2 separate regions of the Mus musculus genome follow, and region 1 is linked to region 2. Evidence: chromatin contacts called from public promoter capture Hi-C data. All regions are on one chromosome and are shown on one strand. Each heading gives the region's core, a stretch centred on a gene start, on an enhancer-like site or on the middle of the called end of the contact. The rest is flanking DNA. Distances are from core to core; before and after follow the strand shown.

Evidence for each region. Promoter capture Hi-C pulls out the DNA fragments that hold promoters and counts their contacts.
Region 1: a contact with region 2 is called in a promoter capture Hi-C map of neutrophils, with 2.3 times the contacts expected there. The contact joins the promoter of Rgs14 here to the promoter of Hk3 in region 2. A contact is called at or near these places in 1 of 39 promoter capture datasets (neutrophils) and 1 of 115 datasets of contacts at active chromatin or transcription factors (memory CD8 T cells).

The regions. Positions count from the first base shown.
Region 1 is chr13:55,366,491-55,371,078 of GRCm38.p6, reverse strand. It overlaps Rgs14 (regulator of G-protein signaling 14), which reads right to left and starts at 1,347. Exons shown (of 15, transcript NM_016758.3): 1 at 1,143-1,347. The coding sequence starts at 1,187.
Region 2 is chr13:55,020,003-55,024,971 of GRCm38.p6, reverse strand. Hk3 (hexokinase 3) reads left to right here and starts at 3,587. Exons shown (of 19, transcript NM_001033245.4): 1 at 3,587-3,826.

The sequences.
Region 1 (4,588 bases), core at 98-2,597, 350 kb before region 2:
CATGAGAACTAACCTTGGGAACTGGAAGGCAGAGGTGGGAACTGTTTAATGAGATAGAAGATTCTTAAAGAGGGGATGAAAGTACAGGGGTTATCAGGATAACCCTTCCGTAGCCTTTACAATGCTCAAGTGTCTCATATTCATTATGGCACTCAGCAAACAGGACATTGATCAGTTTCTATTTCATTTTACTGATGACGAAACAGGACAGGATCTTTCTTGGGAAAAGACAGCAGAGCTAGAACTGGATCCCAGGTCTCTCTCTCTGGATCCCAGGTTATTCTGGACCCACTGGCTTTATCCCATGGTTCTAGGCTGGGGCCTTAAGATAGAGGTTACCAGGACACTGTTTGGTCCCCCTGGAGTGATCCTGCTAGGTGAGCCAGGTCCCTAAGGAGAAAAGGGAGGCTCAACACAGCCTGTCCTATTTGGTGAATGAAAGAAGAGCCAGAAACTTGGAGACAACTCTAGTCAGGAGTTAAACAGCCTGGAGAAGGTCTAATGGGTTAGGGCTGCAACCAGGGCATCCTATACTAAGTTGCACGCACACACACACACACACACACACACACACATACACACACACACACCCTTCCTGGAAGCTAGGAATAGACCAGACAGAGCTGATCTTCCTGTCCTGCCCTTACTGACCCGTCCTGGGCTGCCCAAAGAACACTAGTTCTGGCAGGCTGCCTCTGGAGCAGGTTGATGCAGTGATCCAGCAAGGGCTGCTCTTAAAACCTTATCTTGGGCACTTAGAGCGTGAGATGAAGAGAGGAGGGCTGAGGGCCTGAGACATAGGGCTTGAGAAGTTTTAGAAGTGACCACTGGATCTCCAGGCTACTCTGTAATCAACTTCAGTAATCCCAGTAGCGGATGAGGGAGCAGCGAGTCCAACCTGCATGTGGAACCAGAGACCTAAGTCTGCTGTGTTCTGGACTAATCCCTGGGGTTGCACCAGACTCCTAGCAGGGCATCTGGAAGGGTCCTAGGGTGACAGCACCAGGTCCCAATGCCAGCAGCTGTCTGTACCCAACTTCTCCAGCCTGCTCCTCTGCAACCCTGCTGGGTGTGCCTCCTGGACTCCACCCTGGGTGTGCCCACCCCCCTCCCTGTGGCTCTGGCTCAGAGCCCACACTCACCATGCGCCCGTTGGGGACACCCAAGTGCTTGGGCTTCCCTGGCATACCGCCGTTGATCACAGGTCCCCTCCACGGGGGGCCACCCACCACAAGGATCGCGGAAGCACTCTCTTGGGGTGGCAAGCAGGCAGTGGAGAGAGAGAGCTCTGCTCCTCCGGGCCCTTACATCCTGAAACACCAGCTCACTACCTCTTTTCTCTGCCACAGGAAGTGTCTCTATAGAAACCAAACCACAGAAAGAAGCAAGGTCTAAGAGAGCGAATGTCTCTTCCTACTCTCATACACACACACACACACACACACACACACACACACACACACGTTCATGCACACACACATGCCGCCAACGCACCCTCGGTTGCACACCATGCAAGCACCAACAGCCAGCAGGAGCCTCCTTTTGCCCAGCGAGGTACCTGGAGTGTTCAATCTGAAGGCTCCAAGGATGTGTCAGCATGCTGAAGTGCATGCTCATACAACTAGACACTTGTGGAGCAGACAGTCTGGGGGGGGGTTCCATGGACATGGGGCATGTGTTCCGAGTCCTAGGCATCCACAAAAGTGCATTGTTCACTACTCATTTACCTTCTATGTCCCAGGCTTATGCATGCTTAGCAACCCTAGCTCAGGCAGTTTGCATGCGGAGACTGCTGCCCCTAGGCTGTCATCTGATAGCCAGGTGAGCAAAGAGGTAATCACATCACCTGTGTGACCATGCATGTGGGCATGCTGTGTCACGAGGGCACCTGAATCTTCAGGCATACACACTCGAATCTGGGCAGGGTAGCACATGTATGTAATGCCAGCCCTTGTGAGGCAGAGGCAGGAATAACAGTTTGAGGTCAGACTTAGTTACAGGAAACTCAATCTGGATCTATACTATGTCTGTATCTATATCTAAATGTAAACAAAATAAGATAGATAGTGTATAGTGCCTTGGATGGGTGCATATGATAGGCATGCCTATGTATAGTCAGACACCCCAGGGGCTGGGTATGCACACATGCACTGAAGGGTAGGAGAATGGATTGGGTATATCCATACCAAAGAGGTAAAGTAAGCCATACTCAGTAGAAAGCCCACCTCTGTGCAGAACTGTCTTAGCTCAGACTCCAAAAAGCAGGTGGAGCTCTTTGAGTGCAAGGCCAGCCTCATTTACATATCAGCCAGGACTACATAACGATACCTGGTCAACAAACAAACAAACAAAGGAAAACAAACCGGGCTGTAGAGATGGCTCAGTGGTTAAGAGCACTGGCTACTCTTCCAGAGTTCCATTCCTGGTCACCACATGGTAGTTCACAACTGCTCCTGACTTCAGTTCCAGAGGACCAGATGCCCTCTTCTGGCCTCTGAGGGTACCAGGTATGCAGATGGTATACAGACACCCAGGCAGGCAAAACGGTCATACACATAAAAATAGTTTTTAAATTATTAAGAAAAAAAAATGCCATGTGCTGGGTGGCCGGGACAACAGACGCTCAGTTCTCACCATTCCGGAGGTGGCACGTCCAGGCTCAAGCCCTGACACACTTGTGCTCTGACGAGTCATGGCTTGCAGACGGCCATCTTTTTGCTGTGCCCACGTGTCAGAAAGCAGAGAGATAGGGAGCATACTGTCTCCTGTCCTGTTTTATAAAGGACACTTGTCTCATCATATCCGGTCCCTCTCCTGCGTGATATACTTTCCGACCAAAGGCTCCACCTCCAACATTTCTGAATATTAATAAAATGAGTGGTTAGCCTTTCAATATGTGTAAAGGGAAGCATTCTTTGAAAAAGTTTGTTCCTGGGCTGGAGAGATGGCTAAGTGGTTAAGAGCACTGACTGCTCTTCCAGAGGTCCTGAGTTCAATTTCTAGCAACCACATGGTGGCTCACAACCATCAGTAATGGTGTCTGATGCCCTCTTCTGGTGTGTCTGAAGACAACAATGGTGATGCACTCATATGCATAAAATAAGTAAATCTGAAAGAAAGAAAGAAAGAAAGAAAGAAAGAAAGAAAGAAAGAAAGAAAGAAAGAAAGAGAGGGGGGGGAGAAGGAAAGAGCGAACGAACAAAAGAAAGAGTTTGTTCCCTAATTAGCTTACTGTATGTAGGCACATGATCATGCTGTGGCCCAGAGGCCAGAGGATAACTTTTAGGACTTGGTTCTCTCCTCTCACTACCTGGGTCCCAGGGATAAAATGCAGAGACCATCAGGCTTAATAGCCTAAGGACGGGTGCCCTGGCTGGATATAGAAGATGGTAAGACCCTAGAGGATCTTGGAGCCACAAGAGGAGAGAAGCAGGGTCTATGCTCTGGTGCATGGGGGTGCGACATCCATCAATCTGGATCACCGGCTTTGGATGATTCAAAGAGCCCTCAGAGGTGACCGTGGTACCAGTGTCCATACCAGAGTCCATCTGTTATATAGCAGCGACCACAACTGTAGTTTATTTATCTCTTTCTGGATACTTTGTTCCTGCCCCCCCCCACACACACACACATAGGGAGGAATTTGAATTGTGTAAGGTTGGGGTTGCTTTAGGGGCTGAAGAGTAGCAAAGATGATCTTATTAAGGCTCATATGGACTGGGGATGTAGTTCATTTGGTAGAGTGCTTGCCTAACATGTATGAAGCCCTAGGTTCGGTTCCCCAGCACTGCAGAAAACTAAAGTATGATGATGCATGACTGTAATCACAACAATAGAGGGTATTTGTTACATAGCCAACTTAGGCTAGTTAGGCTACAAGTGACCTTGTCTCAAACAAGCAAGCAAGCAAACAAACAACTGCTCATCTACAGCAGTTCATTCCTACAATCCCAGCACTCAGGAGGCTGAGGCAGTAGGATTGTCAAGATTGCCAGTCTGGGCTACTAAAGTGCTCATGAAGCTAGAGAGGAGGCTTGGGCTTCGGGAGAGATGTGTAAAACACTGGGTTTGATGCCTGTGATGGTTTGTATATGCTTGGCTCAGGGTGTGGCCTTGCTGGAGTAGGTGTGTCACTGTAGTTTATTTATCTCTTTCTGGATACTTTACTGTCAGTTTTTGAATTTCAATGGATTAGGATATGTTGGTAATATTAATTTTCATATTAAGAGATATTAAGGAAAGTGATTGTTACTTCCTATTAATTTTCAAAAATATGAGGAATTAGAAATTTGTGGGCTATCAACCAGTGTTCTCTCTAATTTGGTAACTGGAGAAATAGGTCCAATATTGTACAATCCATATACACTTTCTGCTTGATTGTATGTGACAGTGTCTTGCTGTGTACCGCATGATGGTCTTGAAATCATGCTTCCCCCATCTCAGTCTCTCTATTAGTAGGATTGTTTATTTGATGTTTTCACACTATACTATGGTTTTCAGAACAGTTTCCATATTTCAAAATTATTTATACAGCCAAAAGAAGCGTGAAAAATTAATTTGGAAGGTGGCTTGTAAGAGAACAACAAAG
Region 2 (4,969 bases), core at 2,338-4,837:
AACTGAGGCACATTCTACCATATTCTCAGGGATTCCCTTGTACGGTTGGATCACCATCGTGCCCATAACAGCGTAAATATGTGTACTGTCTTGGCTGTCTTCTGCTAACTCACATCCAAATCCCCTCATGACTAGGAATGAGACCCATACTCTTGGGTCCATGTAAGTGCAGGGTGTGCACTGGGTGAGTCTGAGAGGACTCTAAGTCAGCATTCTGTCTCACTTTCATCACTCTAGCCCCAGCCCTATTTGGAACCTTCTGAAATAATCTGAATGATTAGGCCTACTTCTGGGGAGCCCAACCTGGAAATAGACATCTTGAGTCTACTTAAAAAGATAAAAATCTGAGCATATTGGCACACACCTTTAATCCTAGCACTGGGGAGGCAGAGGCAGGTGGGTCTAGTTCAAGACCAGTCTGATCTCCATGGTGAGTTAGTTCTAGGACAGCCAGGACTATGTAGAAAGGCCCAGTCTCAAGACAAAGATAAACATTGGGTCACCCAGAAATAGACCCAAGGACTCTGGTAGCGCTTGTCATAAGCACGACTTAAGCTGGACCTTTCACTTCCTGTTCCAGTTCCATATTTTGATAAAACAGCTGAGAAACTGTAACCCCTGGCTGGGCAGTACATGTGGGGGTGATGGCCATTGTGCCCTCCCCAACATCATATTTTACTGCCTGTATGGCTAGTTGGTATCCAATACACTTGCAGCAAGGCTGATGTTTACAGGTCTAAAGCAAATCCTACAGAGAAATTCCATGTTTTATACATGGGAAATCCAGACTCTGGACCAGCCAGATGGCTCAGCAGGTGAAGTACATGCTGTAGAAGCCTAATGACCTAGGTTCAATCCACAAAGTCCTTGGACCTCCACATGTTCACTGTGGCATGTACTCCCCCCCCACACACACACATGCACACATCATGTACACAGTAATAAAAAAACAACAAAACCCACCTAAACTTTAGACTCAGAAAAATGGAAAGCTTCCATAAACCAGTTGGGAAAATGGGTTGAGTTTGAACTTGGGTCTGATACCATGTTGATGACTTTGGAAATTTGAGTTTGGGTTGGGCTACTTGCCTGTGAGGCCTTAGATTGAGTTTAGCCCATGGGAGTTGGAGAGAGGAGAAGGGAGGTTGTGAATTGATGGAAAGTTGGTGGTTGCCATTGGGAAGGTGAGACATTGTCGAGACTCTGGAAGAGTCCTGAGAGCCTGTGCACCAGAAGCAGGCTGCTTTCTTGCTGTTTCAATAGTCTGGGAGCTGTTGAGCTTGAGGGAGAGCTCTTCCATTTAGTAAAAGTTAACTGAGACTTACTCCATATTAGAATCCAGAACCTGCTACCAAGTCTCGTAAGGTGGAAGAAACATGAGAGCCCACAGTTGGGTAGGTAAGGTAAACACAGGTGATTTTAATAAATACAGTAGACTGGTTCCCAGCTGGGATCAGAGCGGGGCCTACTTGTTGTGGGGGTCAGGGTTGGGATATGGGAGTCCCACTGTTGCTAACTGAACTTAGATGAAAGGGGAATGGACAAAAGGGATGGAGAGGCCAGGGATATCAGTAGGTCATTGTAGACACATCAATAGGAACAGAGACTCAATGGAAGCAGGGCAGTGCCTGTGAGAGCCATGAGGCCTATCCAAAGCATAAAGAGTATGGAAGATGATCGGGAAGCTGGCTATGGGCATTGTAGGCTGAGAGGAGCATAGCAGGGAGGACCTGGCCTTCCAGCCCAGCGGTGATATCCTGGTTTTGCTGTTTGGCTCTCCCCATTCTACATTCCTTCTGGGTGGCTGCAGGCTGCACTAGGAGGTGTTGAGGGAGCCTTGTCAGGGTTTGACTCTCCTTTGTTGGTTAGTAGCCATCCTGTGTCCTCTTGACCTTCGCTGGCAAGTGCTGTGCCTCTGTTACAGACAGGACTGGACCAAAATGTTCACAGACGTCAAACCCTGGCCTTGACTTAGAAGCTCTCTGGCACTGTGACAACTACAGCCAGGACAACCCACTTCCTGGTGAAATGAAAACGGGACTTTGAGAATCACGGACAAAGAGTCATGAAATAACTTCCAGGAGCATACCCTCATGCTGACTAGAGTCTGCCGCTGTCGTGAATCATAGCTTGGCTTTCGCTTTCAGTTCCATAATCTCCCCCGACTAAATGGAGTTAAGGCACTGGAGCCTCAGACTAAGCATGGTGCTGTGTTGTAGAGCACGGTCAGTTTGCCTTCCCCTACATCATTCTTGACTTCTCTGTCTCTCAAAGCTTGTATGTCTGCTTGGTATCCAGGAAACTGCAGGTAGGGCTGTATTTGCCGTGTTTATAGGTCAGATCACATCAAAGCTGCTACAGGAGCCACCTCTGCTCGCCTGTGTCCTGTGGAGGCCTTCACTAACTGAATAATAGCATGACTGCTAAATAGCAGTCTTGTGCCCACCAATTTGCCTGAGTTCTAACAGGCACTTAGAAGCTGCTTTTGTTAGGCATTGTGTCTGACTACAGCTTGCTCTGCATGGACATGCTAATTACTCAGGGAGTGCCTGTCTCTCTGACCCATCTCTTCCTTCAAGGCTGAAGGCACAAAGTTAGGTCACGTCCTAAACCTCAGTCATTTTGTATTCTGGGACCAGCAAAGTCTCGCAGGATAGCACTTTCCTCTCAAATGACAAGTGTGGTATCCAGACTGGCCTCCTTTGGATGACAGAAGAGCTTGTCAGACTACCTTGCAGGATAAGAGCTGAGAGTGAGGGGGTGGAAGCACACCTGGATCAATACTGCTAACTTATGTGTATCTCTTGACTCTGCCCCACTCCTTCACTGTTTGAGCATAAAGCTCTTCTAAGTACCCTGCAGAGAGTCCTGGAGGTCACTGGACCCCTTTATCTGTCCCTCTTCCAAACACACACTGCTTTTCATTATTATTCATTTCTTTAGTTGATATATTGGGGGTAGCTGAACACACACACACACACACACACACACACACACACACACACACACATGCTTAGTTCCCCAAGACTGTATTTCAGGAAAACAGTTAAGTGGAAAAGCAGTGTAGTGGCCAGTAGAGTAGCTCCACAGAAGCTTAAGAACTCTATCTTCCACAAGAGAAGACCCCCAGGCAAACCTCTTGCCCCATCTTGCCTTACGGACTCTTTAGACTTCTCGGCCTGGCAGTTACTTCTTCCGCCATGTATCTCAACTACGGGCATTCTCATTAGGTCCTGAGAGCTATACCTGATTCTATCACACACACACACACACACACACACACGCACGCACGACTCTTGACTGCATACATGCTCTCTTCTTTGTGAAAGGACTTCACCAACTTGCCCTGCCCACTCTCCTGCAGTCATGATGGCCCTTCCTCTTAGGCTCCTACATTGCTTCTTACACAGTTCTGCTTACTACATTTTGACACGTTGCCTAGTTCAACCACAAATTTCTAGGCTGGTCTCCGCTTCTTTCCAAGGAACTTGGCACTTGAAAACTTTGTGTATAACACGAACAGCGCTCCTAGCGCTGCTGAGAGAATATTTTGGAGTTCTTAACCTCGTTGGGCCTTCAACTTCCTGTGGTCATCTGGCTTGTTTGTACCATGGCCCTGCCCATTCTGGGCTCCGTTGAGAGCAGATTTGTAGGGAAGTGCCCTTTCCTGAATTAGCAGATTTCGGTTAAGTGGCTACAGAGGAAGGTGGAGCTTGGGGAGCTGACCCAGAGTTTTCACTTTTGAGTTTAGTCCAGTATCACTGTGGTCATATTTGGGAGAAGAGCTGAGCCCCCGAGGAAGGTGATCAACTTCTGAATCTCCCAGGTAAGCACTTCCTCTAATTCCTGCAGGCCTCGTCTCAAGCCCTCGGCTTATCCTATGGCTAATGGAGGTTAGCAAGACTGTGCTATGAGTTCTCACTGGTGACGGTGGTGCCCAGCCTCAGGACCGGTCTCTAGAATACCATTCAAAAGCAGCACTTTGGAACCATGTCTGATTCAGATGAGAAAAGTCAAGAAGCTCTTAATTCAAACATGTGTAGACTTTCGACTTGTTTCTGGTGACAGTGGAATGGAGACATGCCCCTCACTGGAAGAAGAGAGAGGTCCAAATGTATGAACCTAGAGTTTAAATCCTAGGGTTCCTTGCAGGAAACCTCATCGTCTGGCACGTGCGGAGTAAATGTTGAGTGTGCGAGCAGGTAAGTATGTGAATGATTGTGTTAGCTGGGCCTTGAACGAAGATAGTTGCGTCAGTTACCTTATTTTATCCTTTAACAGACTACTGGAATGTATGTTCTCTTCTGACAGATTGGAAACTAAGTGGTGATACACACACACACACACACACACACACACACACACACACATATAATTTAGGGGAGAGTTGTCAGAAACAAATTTCTTGCTTTACCAAATCTACTGCCTCCTTTTGAGACAGGGTCTCACTATGTGGCCCAGGTTGTCCTCAAACTCCTGATACTCCTGCCTCAGTCAACCAAGTGCTATGTTTACAGGCACGAGCACCAGGTCTAAATTTGCCCAACCCTGTCCCGGAATTGAAGTGCAGAGGTGACTCAGACATCACAAGGTTATGAGGCTAGCCCTTCAGAAATGGGGACCAACTTAAGTGAAAACTAAAAAGCAGATGACAGGGAGTCAGCATGTGTGGAGTTCAGAAGCTCAAGGAGTAGCAAGAGGAAGCTTGGGGTGAGGGCAAATGAGGATCCTGCAGTAGTACCACAGAGTTTGGCTCCATCTGTGGGAGGAGCCATGACAGCGTGAGCCGGGCTAGATTCAACCTGCGGAAGCAGAAATATCAGGAGACTCCTGGAATAGTCAGTAGTTGTGGGGACAAGAAAGAGAGGACAGGCATTAAAGTTCTTTCTCAGAGCCCCAGCTAGGGGCTAAGTGACTGTTCCCTTCTAAGCAAAACTCTTGATGCTTCTGGCCAAGTTGAGGGCAGATT